Regions from separate parts of the Ovis aries genome. Here region 1 is linked to region 2. A link is a contact called in public Hi-C data. All regions are on one chromosome and are shown on one strand. Each heading gives the region's core, a stretch centred on a gene start, on an enhancer-like site or on the middle of the called end of the contact. The rest is flanking DNA. Distances are from core to core; before and after follow the strand shown. Region 1 holds the start of ADGRL1 (adhesion G protein-coupled receptor L1). Region 2 holds the start of GIPC1 (GIPC PDZ domain containing family member 1).

Region 1 (5,428 bases), core at 1,167-3,666, 230 kb after region 2:
AGGAGCCAGGGGGCTCTGGTGATGCTCAGCCTTCCTTGAGCTGCACGTTCTTCCCCCTTTCAGTCCCGCCAGGTTTATAGAAAGCTGGCTGTGTGGATGTGGGGGAGGGTTCCTGGTTGCCCCCTGCGGTACCGCCAAAGCCTTTCATGGATCCTACCAGGTGCTGCGGAGATATTTCAAAGTGGGAAACTGACGCGTGGAGAAGCGAAACCTCCCCCATTCTCCCATCCTGGTACTGCACCAACCATAGATGGATAGGACACCCTCCGCAGCCACCAATCTCCACTTCATACATATTTGGCCCCTTAGATCCAGCCGATGGGCCTGGCCATCCATATTTAAGGCCCAAGGTCTACAGACACGGAACCCTGGGTGTGAAGGAGGAATGAAGTTAGCTGCCTACTGTCTCCACCCTTGAAGTCTGCGGGCTCTATTTGGCCCCAGTTCCAGGCTATAAGAATCCCTGCCCAGTCCTGAAATGATGGTTGCCCACAGAAGCAGGTGGAGGGTGGTGGGTGCCATAGAGGTAGCCCCTGGTTACCAGGTCAGCCTGGAAGTCTGGCGTCTCTGAGCATGCTCAGTCCTGTTCAAGTCTTTGCAACCCCATGGACTGTAGACTGTGTCCGTGGAATTTTCCAGGCAAGAATACTGGAGTGGGTTGTCATTCCCTTCTTCAGGGTATCTTCCCGAGCCAGGGATCCAACTCACATCTCTAGCATCTCCTGCACTGGCAGATGGATTCTTTACCACTGTACCACCTGGGGAGTCTCTGCTTTTCCCTAAATTCAGGCTTCTGGGAAGGGATTTTTAGAGGATGGGTTCATTCACTTGCAGATGTTCCTCTTAGGGTTTCTTAGATTTTTATAGTGCCCCTCTAAGCCTGCCCCAAGTTTTATCTATTTATTACCCCAACCCTTTCCATTGCTACTTCCATGCTGTTTCCCAATTCCTCACCCATTCTGCAGAGCCAAGTTGGAATGGCAATGCATTCTCTTCCCTGGAGATAGAGACCAGGGTTTGCCATCTTCCTCATCCTCAGCACATCCCCTTCCTCTATAATCCAGGTCAGACTTGTCTGCCCCACTCTCCCCACTATTGCCTGTTCTGTGTCTACCTGAGATTCGGCCTGGACTTTGTATGCTCTGGCCCGCGTGCTAATTAGCCTGCCACTGGATGGTTCCCTTCCCTGAGGATCCAAACCAGGGATTTGCTCCTTCCCATCCATCAGTCTTCCCCTTGCACCCTACCTTCATAAAACGCCAGGCTTCCAGGGCCAGGCTTCCAGGTCCACTCTCCCGAGATCCTCACCGGGTCTTACCTCTCAGGACCTTCTAGTACCTGCCCCCCTCTAGTTTTACCTCAGCCCCCACCCTGCACTGAGCTGTCTATTCTGCCAAAGTGCCTATTTTTGGCCTGGGGCCCGGTTTTATAGCCCCCACTGTGGGTCTTGGCAGTCACAGCTCTGGCTCTGGGAATCCACGCCAAGTCGGACTGCCTTCCCCAACCAGGGAGATGGGGTGCGGGGCTCCCTTCTGCAGCTTCAGCATGAAGCCGGCCCCAGGCCTCACTCGGCCAGATGCCTAGGAACCCGCTGGTTCCTTGTCCTACTTCAAGTCCACCGGCTGCAGTATAGTCGCTCGGCTGCGGAAATCCATACCGAGTTTTTGCTCTTGCCGAAAACCTAAAATGCAATTTTTTCTCTCGCCCCCCCCCCCAACCCAAAGCAAGACCTTTGAGGCGTTTATAGATACTAACCTCCCCCAAACACCCACCCTCTCCGCTCCTGCGACCCGGTCAGTTCCCAGTCCTTGACCAGTTGCCACAGATCTTTAGCTAGGGTCTTGTCCCATCCCGCACACTCCAGTCCTGGCTTTACGGTCTTCCCTTGCCTTATATTGTAGGTCTGGTCTCCCAGGGTAGCAGCCTCCTCATTGCATTCCCTTCGCATCGCCCCTGGATCCTGAAACCGCTTTTACCTGCCTGCTTCGGTGCAGCCGGCGCTCCAGATCCTTTCGTGCCCGAGTCCAGCCCTCCTTTTGCCCCTCCTTCTTGCACGTCGCTGCCAGGAAGACGAGGGCAGCCCACGCCGCCTCAGCCACTAAATAGCCCCCTCCCGGAGCCCCCTGCGAGCCCAGGTCTGGAAACTCTAGGCCAGGTCTTGCTTGTTTCCACTGCATTAGGCATGACGCATTACTCCGTCTCCCGAGGAAGAATCCGGCCCGAAATTTGCGTGCCCGGGGTGCATTTGGCCCTGTCGCAGCTGCCTTCGTTCCTCCCATCTCTGTCTAATCCAACCCGGGTTTTGCAGACCCCTTCCAGATCGCTCTCATTTCTCCCCTCACCGGGCAAAGCGCCTTTTACTCCACTACCTGCAAAATCCGCTCCGGGTCTTCCTCCAGCCTGTCTCCCCTCCCCCACTTCCCGTTCCAACGCTGGGATCCAGCACATCTCCTTCCCTCTCCCGGTTTTTCCATAGGGACTAGAGGTGGGGGCGAAGGGGAGGAAAGTCCATCTCGGGTTTTCGGGCCGGCCTCCGGTGCGCTGGGGCAGGTTGCGGCGGCCGGTCCCGGGCGGCGGTTCCGGGCCGGGTTTTGTGCGTGCCCGCCGTCCCCCTCCCGGAGCGGGTGCGCCGGGGAGAGGGGCGAGCAGGCGGCTTGTCATTGCTGGTGCCCGGCGCCCGCTCGGTCCGCGCGTCCTGCGGTGCCCACGGGCCCGGCCCGGCGCCCCCCCATCTGGCCACCCCGGGGGCGCGACGCCGCCGCGCCCGCCTACAACCGCGCCCCCCCGCAACAAGCTCCGCGCCGCCCGCCCCCTACCCGAGCCCCCCGTGGCCACTGCGGGGAGCCCGAGCCGTCGGCGCGGGAGTTGTCGGCGCTGCGGCGCCCCCGCCCCGCCGTCTGCCGAGGAGGCCCCGGCGAATGGGGCCGCGTGGGCCCCGGAGCGGCGCCGCCGGGCGGCGGGGGGCTGCAGGGGCTCCCTAGCTGCTCCGTTAACCCCTCGGCTGCCGCCGTCGGAGGGGGCTGGGAAGTCGCCTGGGCGCACACGTGCCGCCTCCGTCGGGGCCGCGGAGCTGCGGGGAAGATGCGGGCAGCTGTTGGCGCCGCCTCGGGGGGCTCCGCCTCGCCCCAGCCCCCGGAGCTCTGACACCGCCCCCGCCCCGCCGCCTCCCTCCCCGGGAGGGGCGCGGACGCTCGCCCCCAGCCCCGAGTCTCTGCCGCCGCGAGGGGGCCGCCTTTGGAGCTGTGTAATCCGCTTCTTCTTCTTCTTCTTCTTTTTTTTTTTTTTTTTTAATTTTTGGTTGGTGACAGCGGTTCTGGGCCCCGCTACCCCTCGCCCGATTTCCCCCCTGTCCCGGTTCCGGGAGATGTGCCGGGCAGGGGTCCTGGGTTCGCGGAGCCGCAGGAGAGACGCGCAAGGCCGACCCCGGAGCAGCGCTGGACAGGTGAGTGTCTAAGGACCCCGGGCGAGGGAGACGCCGTACCTGGGCCAGGTGTGGGGGCCGAGGTAGGGAGGATGGGAGCCCGGGCCAGGAAGGGGGAGGGGATGCTGGAACCGCGGGTCACAGCACCTGAGCGCGAGGGGGATGGAGGGCGGCCTGCACCTCACCCCACCGGTGAGGGGGCCGGGAGGGGCAGCCCCCGTGGACTGTCGGGGGTGTGCGGATGCGCGGCCGCGGGGTGCCCGTGGGGGGAGGGAGCCGCGAGTGTGCCCGCGCGTGGCTGCGTGTGCCCGCGCGCGCGCCAGCCTTTGTGGGGAAGCGGCGCGGCAGTGCCTGCGTGTCCCCGGTGCGTGTGCGCGCGGGTGCTTGGCGCCCTGTTTGTGTAGGTGTCTGGGTGTGAGCGGAGAGGGTGCGTGTGCGCGCCGCGCGCCGGCCCCAGCCCCCGGAGGAGCCGTGTCGGGGGCTGGCACCCCACGAAGCCGGGCTGGGGGTTGTTTTTCTCTGGGAGGCAGAGGCGCGGGGGATGGGGAGGGGTCTGACTGGGTGTCTGGCCGGCCGTAGCCGTCGACAGCATCTTCCCTCCGCGGTACCGGGTTAAGCCTGGGAAGCTGTTGGGGTTCATCCACCCGGATTCGGGCTTTGAGGGCCAGCCCTCCCACTCTCCCAGGTGTTCGCCGAGGAGAGCTTGGGGTTTCAATTGTCATCTTTCCATCTGTCTGGGACGGGAGTCCGTGCCAGAAGAGCCTGGGCAGCGCTGTGTGTGTGCTCCCGCCGTGGCCAAAAAGTGGCCCCACAGGCGCACCGCCCCCGCCCGCACACAGCCCTCACACGCATCCCTGGCCCTAACCTTCCAGTCTCGGTCAGCGCCCAGCCCCATCCCTGCCCGGCCCCTCTCTGGACCTTCCTCGCGGTCCGCTCCTCCCTCCCCCATCCCCCGCCCCCCGCGCGCGCACACAGTCATGGCAGCCGAGTGGGTGTCCCTCCGTCGCAGCCTTGAGACAGGGCCCCCTTTCCTCCTGGTTCCTGCAGGACCCGGGGCCTGGGTTCCTCTGCCCACATCCAAACATGTGGTGAGCTGGGGGAGCAGGGGGAGGGGTTCAAGATGGCTGCCAAGATGGCTGGTTGCCTTTCCGCCTCTCTCTTTCTCTGCCTCTCTCTCCCTCTCTCGGCTTGCCCTGTTCTCCTCGCTGCTGCAGGAGTCACCGATGAGAGGGGTTTGGACAGTCTGGGAGACAGATACGGAGGACACCTGAGAGTAGATGTCTGCTCAGGGCTGGTGGATCTCAGTTCTGCTTGGGGAGAGGCGGGTGATCCCTGCTCCCCTCTCCAAGCACCCAAGGGCCGGGCGGGAACCTGTAACCTGACCCCAGACCCCAACTCCCCCGCCCCAAGGCCTAACAGCCTGGGAGCTGCCCGCCCCTCCACCTGGTCTCCTAGGCCTGGCACCCTGAATGGGTCATCAGGGTGTCCCACGCAGGGTCCCCGTCTCTCATTCTCTCCATCTGCCTGATGGCCGGGGGCTGTGGGTCAGGCCCTAGCTGTGGGGGCAGGTGACGTCTCCTTCCTCCCCATTCCCCCACCCCCAAATTCTAATGCCGGTTTTATTACTTAAAAGTAGGATGAAAACAGGGAGAATAAGAGAAGGAATACAACCTTCATTATCATATCGAGAAAATTATCCGTGATTTTCCTAACTAGTAATTTGCCTGCCATGCTGTTCAGAACTGACTTGCCCATTAATTACAGAGATGAAAAATCATCTGGAAAGCGGAAAAGGGAACTAATTCGATCCCTGGCTGGCAGCAAGGGCCCCCATGCACCAAGCCACATACGTGTGTGCTCACATGTGAGTGCCCGGCCTTCCAATGGCATTGCCACCTTCTTCCTTCTCTCTCTCAGGGAACTCCCTCGGGGCCTCAGCTCACCCCATGCTTGTCACTCCTGCTCTCGATGGGATGCCCACCCCAACCCCCTCTCCTGGGAAGCTGG
Region 2 (6,262 bases), core at 2,232-4,731:
CTTTTACTATTCTTTGAAATTTTTATCAAGGATCCAAGCAAGAATCAAAGACTGATTTTTGTTGTCTTCTATCTTTTGTCTCCTTTAATCTAGAGCCATTTACCACTCATTTATTCATTTAATTAATGGATTGATTTTGCCTTTCATGACATGGATCTGTGTGAAGAGTCCAGACCATTTTGGTTTTGTTTTTTAAAGAATGAGGCCTCCTCAGTAATCTTGGGCTTTTCTCTCATTTTTTCCCCTTGGACAACTAGACCAAAATGGTTCAGGTATTTCTCTGATTTATTATTATCCCTTCCATGCCTTCCATTCCTTCCCTTCATCAGGTTGTGTCTGTTGTTTTTTTTCCTAGTAATTAATTTGAGCAAACTCCGGGAGAAGGTGAAGGACAGGGAAGCCTGGCGTGCTGCAGTCCAGGGAGTTGCAAAGAGTCGGACACAACCGAGCGACTGACAACAACAATCAGATTCAGGTTAAACACTTTGGGCAGGACCAAGTTCTTCAAAGGTGATGTGTCTTTCTGAGCAATACAGCACAGCAGTAATAGTGAGGACAGCCTATTCCATCAGTAGTCATATCTCTTTATCAGTTGGTTAAGGTGGTGACTGCCAGCTTTCTCCACTGCACCTTTTCCAAGGTAACTTTTTCTCCACTGAAATTAACAAGTGATATGTGGGCTGGTTCTTTGACAGTGAATATCTACTGCCCCATTTAACAAAGAACTGTCTGAATCAATCATTCCTCTGGTGGATGAAAAATGGTGCTTTTCTAACCTGATCTTTCCTTCTGCATCTATTAGTTGGCATTCCAGAACTCCTCCACCCCCAACTCCCCCCACACAAGGGTAGAGGTAGCATTCAAATCTGAGCTCCTGACAGGGGCATGGGGGACGAATTGAGAGAGAAACACGGACACATATACGCTATCATGTGTAAAACAGACAGCCAGTGGGAAGCAGCTGTGTAGCACAGGGAACTCAGCTCAGGGCTCTGTGATGACCTCGATGGGTGGGATGGGGGTGAGGGTGGGAGGGAGGCTCAGAGGGAGAGGATATATGTATACTTACGGCTGATTGTTGGACAGCAGAAACCAACACAAGATTGTAAAGCAATTATCCTCCAATTTAAAATAAATATTTTTTTAAAAAATCTGAGCTCCTCGTCAGTTAGGCCTCCCAACCTCTTGAGCTACAAAATCAAGAAGGAAGGGGATACCCAGTGTTGCGCTGTGCCCTTGGGCCACCTGCTCACCCCTCCGCGGGCACTTCCTCATCAGTCAACAGGTGGCTTCAGGTGGATTCTGTTCAGGACACTGTTGTCCCCATGTCTCATGTGCCGTCTCTCCAGGTGTGTAGAAGGAAGCAGCTCAGGTGTCAGGCACAAGCAGCACGGTGGAGACAGTCCCACAGAGGGCACTGGCTTAGCCAGAGGCAATCGATAGCTCAGTGGGGGTGGCAGAGGTCAGCAGAACAGGAAGAGAAGGACAATCGCTGTGCCCGCTGCCACAGCAGTTTCAGTATTTGCCAGCTGGGTGGGGCTGGCCGGGCAGCCCTCAGCAACAGCCCAGGGCCCATTCTCCCCTTCACTTTACTGCTCTGCAGGCCCTAGCCCAGCTGGAATATGCAGCAGCTCAACCAGGGAATTGCAAAGACTCATTTCATGAGGCTTGAACAGCTGAAGCCCCAGCTGTCTGAGTGGCTGGGTTGTTCCTAGAACAAGGAACTCTCATCTGTCCTGAGAATTGACTCTCCTGGCCTGTTGTTCAGTCACTAAATAGTAGCTGACTCCTTGCAACCCCATGAACTGCAGCATGCCAGGCTTCCCCGTCCTTCACTCTCTCCCAATAGTGAGATAATCAAAATCATGTCCAAGGAGTTGGTGATGCCATCTAACCATCTCACGTTCTGTCGCTCCCTTCTCCTCCTGCCCTCAGTCTTCCCCAGCATCAGGGTTTTTTCCAGTGAATCGGCTGTTCGCATCAGGTGGCCAAAGCTGGGGCTTCAGTATCAGTCCTTGCAATGAGTATCCAGGGTTGATTTCCTTTAGAATTGACTGGTTCGATCTCCTTGCTGTTCAATGGACTCTCAAGAGTCTTCTCCAGCACCACAGTTTGAAAACATCACTTATTCGGTGCTCAGCCTTCTTTATGGCCCAACTTTGACATCTCTACATGACAACTGGAAAAACCACAGCTTTGACTATACAGACTTCTGTTGGCAAAGTGATGTCTTCACTTTTTTTAAATATGCTGTCTAGGTTTGTCCTGGCCTGGGAAGGGTGCATTTGTGTCTTTGTTTCTTGTACCTGCTTCTGCCTAAGAAATCTCAGTTACAAGCCAGACCTGGAGATGGTGAGATTACCTAGTTCTTTCATCCACATATGTATACTGAAACCCTGCTCTGTGCCATTCTCAGGACTGGAGGGTGGGGGACAGAGAGGGAACAGAGATGGAGACAGACTCGTGAATGTCAGCTCCCTCAGGGCTGAGACTTGGGTTGGCTGGGTATCCTTTGTAATCTAGCACATAATATGTGCTCAATAAATATCCACTGGTCAACCAGCAAGCGAACAGACCGTTTTGCCCTTGTCTTTCGTACCACTGCAACCTAAAGATGCTTTGCTAGCTGCTTTGCAAACTCCTTCGCTATTGCACTCTCCTAAAGTGTGCTGTATCTCTCTGTCCGCCCTCCAAGCCTTTGCATGCCCCGTTCCCTTTACCAAGAGCATATTCATTCAGCTTACTCGTAGACGTATCTGTTGAGATAGGACAGAGCCTGGCACGGAGCAGGAGCGCCTTAAATATTTGATGAGTAAATGAATGAATGAATGCCCTTGTCCATTGTCCATCCAGGACGCTGGACACGCGGGACCCTCCCTATTCATCTCAGTCCCCCGCCCTCCCGCCCAGAATGAATACATCTTTTTATCCGCTCTGAGGGTGGCCGAGCTGAGACATGGGCAGGCCAAGTGGAGGACTGGATTAGGGACCGCCCTTGGCCCCCTCCGGGTATCCTAAAGGGTTCCCTTTTCTGGACTTTGGAAGTTTGTATCCTTTCCCCCTCCCCACCCCCAAACTCAGTATCGGTCACCTGACTTCCACGACTAGTCCCCCGCCTCTTAGCACCCACAGCACCCCACACGGACACTTAGCCAAGAACACGTGGTCCGGGGGCCCCAGCTTCCCATTGGCCGCTGGCCTCCTTCCTCCCAGAGATTGGCTCGGGCTCGGCCTCAGCTCCCCCTTCCGCCGCCTCGCGGTGGAACAGGCCGCCGCGGCTTAGGAGGGGTGGGAAGGTCCAACGCTCCGCGGCGGGGGAGGTGTCGTGAAGAATCGCGTGCAGCGCAGGGATCCCTCTGGAATGTTTCCTTCGGGTTCCACCCGCAGGGGGGCGGCGTGGAGTGGATTGGCCGCGAGCGCCGGGCGGCCGTTTCTGATTGGCCAGATGCGGGCGCCAGCCCCGCCCCCTGGCGGTGGCTGCGGGAGAGGCCCGGGCCAGAGTTTGCGGAGGGCCGAGCTGGGCGAGCTGGGCGGCGGCTAAGGAGGCTCAGGTGAGTATACCCGGCAAGGCAGGGGCGAGGGGGTGGTCCATCGCGGCCGCTCGAGGGGACCCCGGAGCAGACCCGCGAGATCGCGAACCCGCGGAGATTCGGCCTATCCTGCGGGGTGGGGCCGGCCCCATGGACGCGGCTGGAGGTCTAGGCTGAGTGGGGTGGAGGGGCGGGACGGGGTGGGGGGAAACGTCCGAGTCCCCTTCCCGGAGGACCGCCTGCCTTCCCTCTAAGGTCAGGGGTGAACGCCTCCCGGCGCCGGGATGTCGTCTCCAGCCGCACCCCAGCCCCCTGCACCTCTGGAGAGTTCCCCTCCCGGTGGGGACAGGCGCAGAGTCGGTATTTCTGACAAGTCCCCGAAGCTGGCCTTGTCCCCGAAGCTGGCCTTGTCCCACTCGTCCAGGGCCTGGCGAGGGGGTGGGGTGCGCCTTGGGAGGATCGAGGTCCCGATTGTAATAATGAAAACAATCACCCGGGCTAGCATTCATTGAACACTTCCGTGTCAGGTATTTACCATGCGGATCATTGAATCACCCCTCATGGAAGTTGCTGTTACTTCTTTCAGAGGTGAAGCAGCAGACCCAGAGAGGTGGAGTGTCTTGCCTAAGGTCACACAGCGAGTAAGTGGCAGATCTGGGACTCAAACCCATGCTTCAGAGTCCAGAACTGGAATCTCCGCCACTAGACTAGGTATCCAGTGGCTTCAGGGCTCAGGTGTTTCTGACCAGCTCCTCCCACTCCATTCCCTCCAACCAGGCAGCCATCTGGGGCACACCTGCTGGTCTTCGTTTTCACCAGCTGCTCAGACAGGAAGCTGCCCCCATGTCCCTTTTCCCCAAAGCTGGAAAAGCAAGGCCAGACTACTGGGTCCTAAGAAGAGAGAGACATCTGTGGGAGAAATAGGTGGGTGGTGGGGACCATTGGGGTCCTGTGGCTGCTGGGCCCCTAGGGAGGCCTGGGCCGCGGACAGTAGGCATTCTCCCTGGAAACACCCATGAGCCGGTTTTTCAAGACTGATTCAGAGGCCTCCTGCCCTCCTCTTCCAAGCAATGCACTGCCAAAAAGGGGAGCATGGGCGTGGTGTCCCCTTCCCAGCTTGTGTGAGCTCTCAGGAACCCCCTTCCCATTTCCTGCTCCTCCCATTGCAACGCTGTGTGGCTGTAGGCTTGTTAAGTTCCGGGCCCTCCCAGTGAAGAGAGGGTAGGGATGTGGGATTCCAGCCAACCTGCTCAGTGCCACTAGCTGAATTGAAGCTCATTTTCTCCATACCTGTGTTCAAGTTTAAGAGGAGACTGGGAGTGTGGTGGGGAGGTGGCAGTTTGAAACGGTACAGTAGGCATGTTCTGAGGCTAGAGGGGCTCAGAGAGTAGTCAGAATGAGGGCGTAAGACACATTATTCATTCGTTCTGTACATATTAATTAAGTACCTGCTATGTGCCAGGTGGGCTTCCCTGGTGGCTCAGTGGTAAAGCATCCTCCCACCAGTGCAGGAGACACAGGTTTGATCCCTGGGTCGAGAAGATCCCCTGGAGGAGGAAATGGCAACCCACTCCAGTATTCTTGCCTGGAAATCCCATGGACAGAGGAGCCTGGTGGCCATCGCAAGAGTTGGACACAACTTAGCAACTAAACCACCACCACCACCACAGGCCAGGTACTGTTCCTGGCATAGAGGATACAGTAGTGACCACAACAGAAATCCCTGCTCTTGGGCAGCTACCATTCTAATGGGGGGGGGGGGGGAACAGGCAACAAACAAGTTGTTAATAACAAGTAAATAAAGAAAACACTTGCAAGAGGTTGATAAATGCTATAAATAAAATATGAGGGAGTGGCATGGTAGAATCTGTAAGAAAGGGGGATCTCGGAGGAGGTAACTTTGGAGCCAAGATCTGAATGACAAAAAGAAGCCAGCTTTGTAAGGATCAGGTAGGGGGCACAGCCAAGGCAAAGGCTCTGAGGCTGGGCCAAGCTTGGCATGGTATGGCTGGGGCAGGAGAGAACCCACAGTGTGATTCTGTGGGGATCTGTGGGTCACATTAAGGAGTTTAGAGCTTTTCTTCTATCACGTGGGAAACTGATGTAAGATTTGAGGCTGGGGAGCAACACGATCTGGTTTATGTTTTAAAATAGAGACATGAAGTGAAATAACAGCCTAAGACTGGAAGACAAGGGTTCTGCCAGAACAGCATGTAATTAAGTCCGTGGGCCTGAGTTGTCTAGACCACAGGGGTGGTTGTAACAGGCAGGGACAAGCCGAGGAGGCTGCTTGGAGGAGGTGGCCAGGAGTAGGCCTTGACAGGCAGAGGGGACTCCCTGGGCAGGGCAAGGGAAGAGGCAGTAATAACAGTGAGAGTAATAATTTTCTTAAATCAAATGTCAGGCAAAGTGCTAATTGAGTTACTTGCATAAACTCTTTGGATTCCCATAAGCACTCTGAGAGACAGTAATTCTGCCCATTTTTCAGATGAGGAAACTAAAGCGCCATCAAGTGAAGTGACTTGCCCACAGCCACTCAGCTGGTAAGTGACAGGGGTGGGATTTGAACCCAGGCCACTCTGCCTCTTCTGGCCTGGAAAACAAATTCATAAACCACCCACTTTCCTTACCACCATTATTTCCCTGTCCTGGGTAAGACATGCAGCCAGCCTGAACCAGGGCATCAAGTGTAGGCAGACTAAGGAAGTTGGGAGTTGGTGAGCAGGATGTAG

Evidence for each region. A called contact is a pair of places that touch in the nucleus more often than the background predicts.
Region 1: a Hi-C map of tail adipose tissue shows a contact between it and region 2, with 4 times the contacts expected there. The contact joins the promoter of ADGRL1 here to the promoter of GIPC1 in region 2. A contact is called at or near these places in 3 of 16 Hi-C or Micro-C datasets (blood, liver and tail adipose tissue).

Annotation. Positions count from the first base shown.
Region 1 is chr5:9,831,119-9,836,546 of ARS-UI_Ramb_v3.0, forward strand. ADGRL1 (adhesion G protein-coupled receptor L1) reads left to right here and starts at 2,417. Exons shown (of 24, transcript XM_060416268.1): 1 at 2,417-2,485; 2 at 3,309-3,442. It overlaps LOC105610497 (a long non-coding RNA gene), which reads right to left and starts at 2,038. Exons shown (of 2, transcript XR_006059833.2): 1 at 1,977-2,038.
Region 2 is chr5:9,601,998-9,608,259 of ARS-UI_Ramb_v3.0, forward strand. It overlaps GIPC1 (GIPC PDZ domain containing family member 1), which reads left to right and starts at 3,482. Exons shown (of 11, transcript XM_060416266.1): 1 at 3,482-3,551; 2 at 4,117-4,171; 3 at 4,308-4,454; 4 at 4,993-5,205; 5 at 6,019-6,073.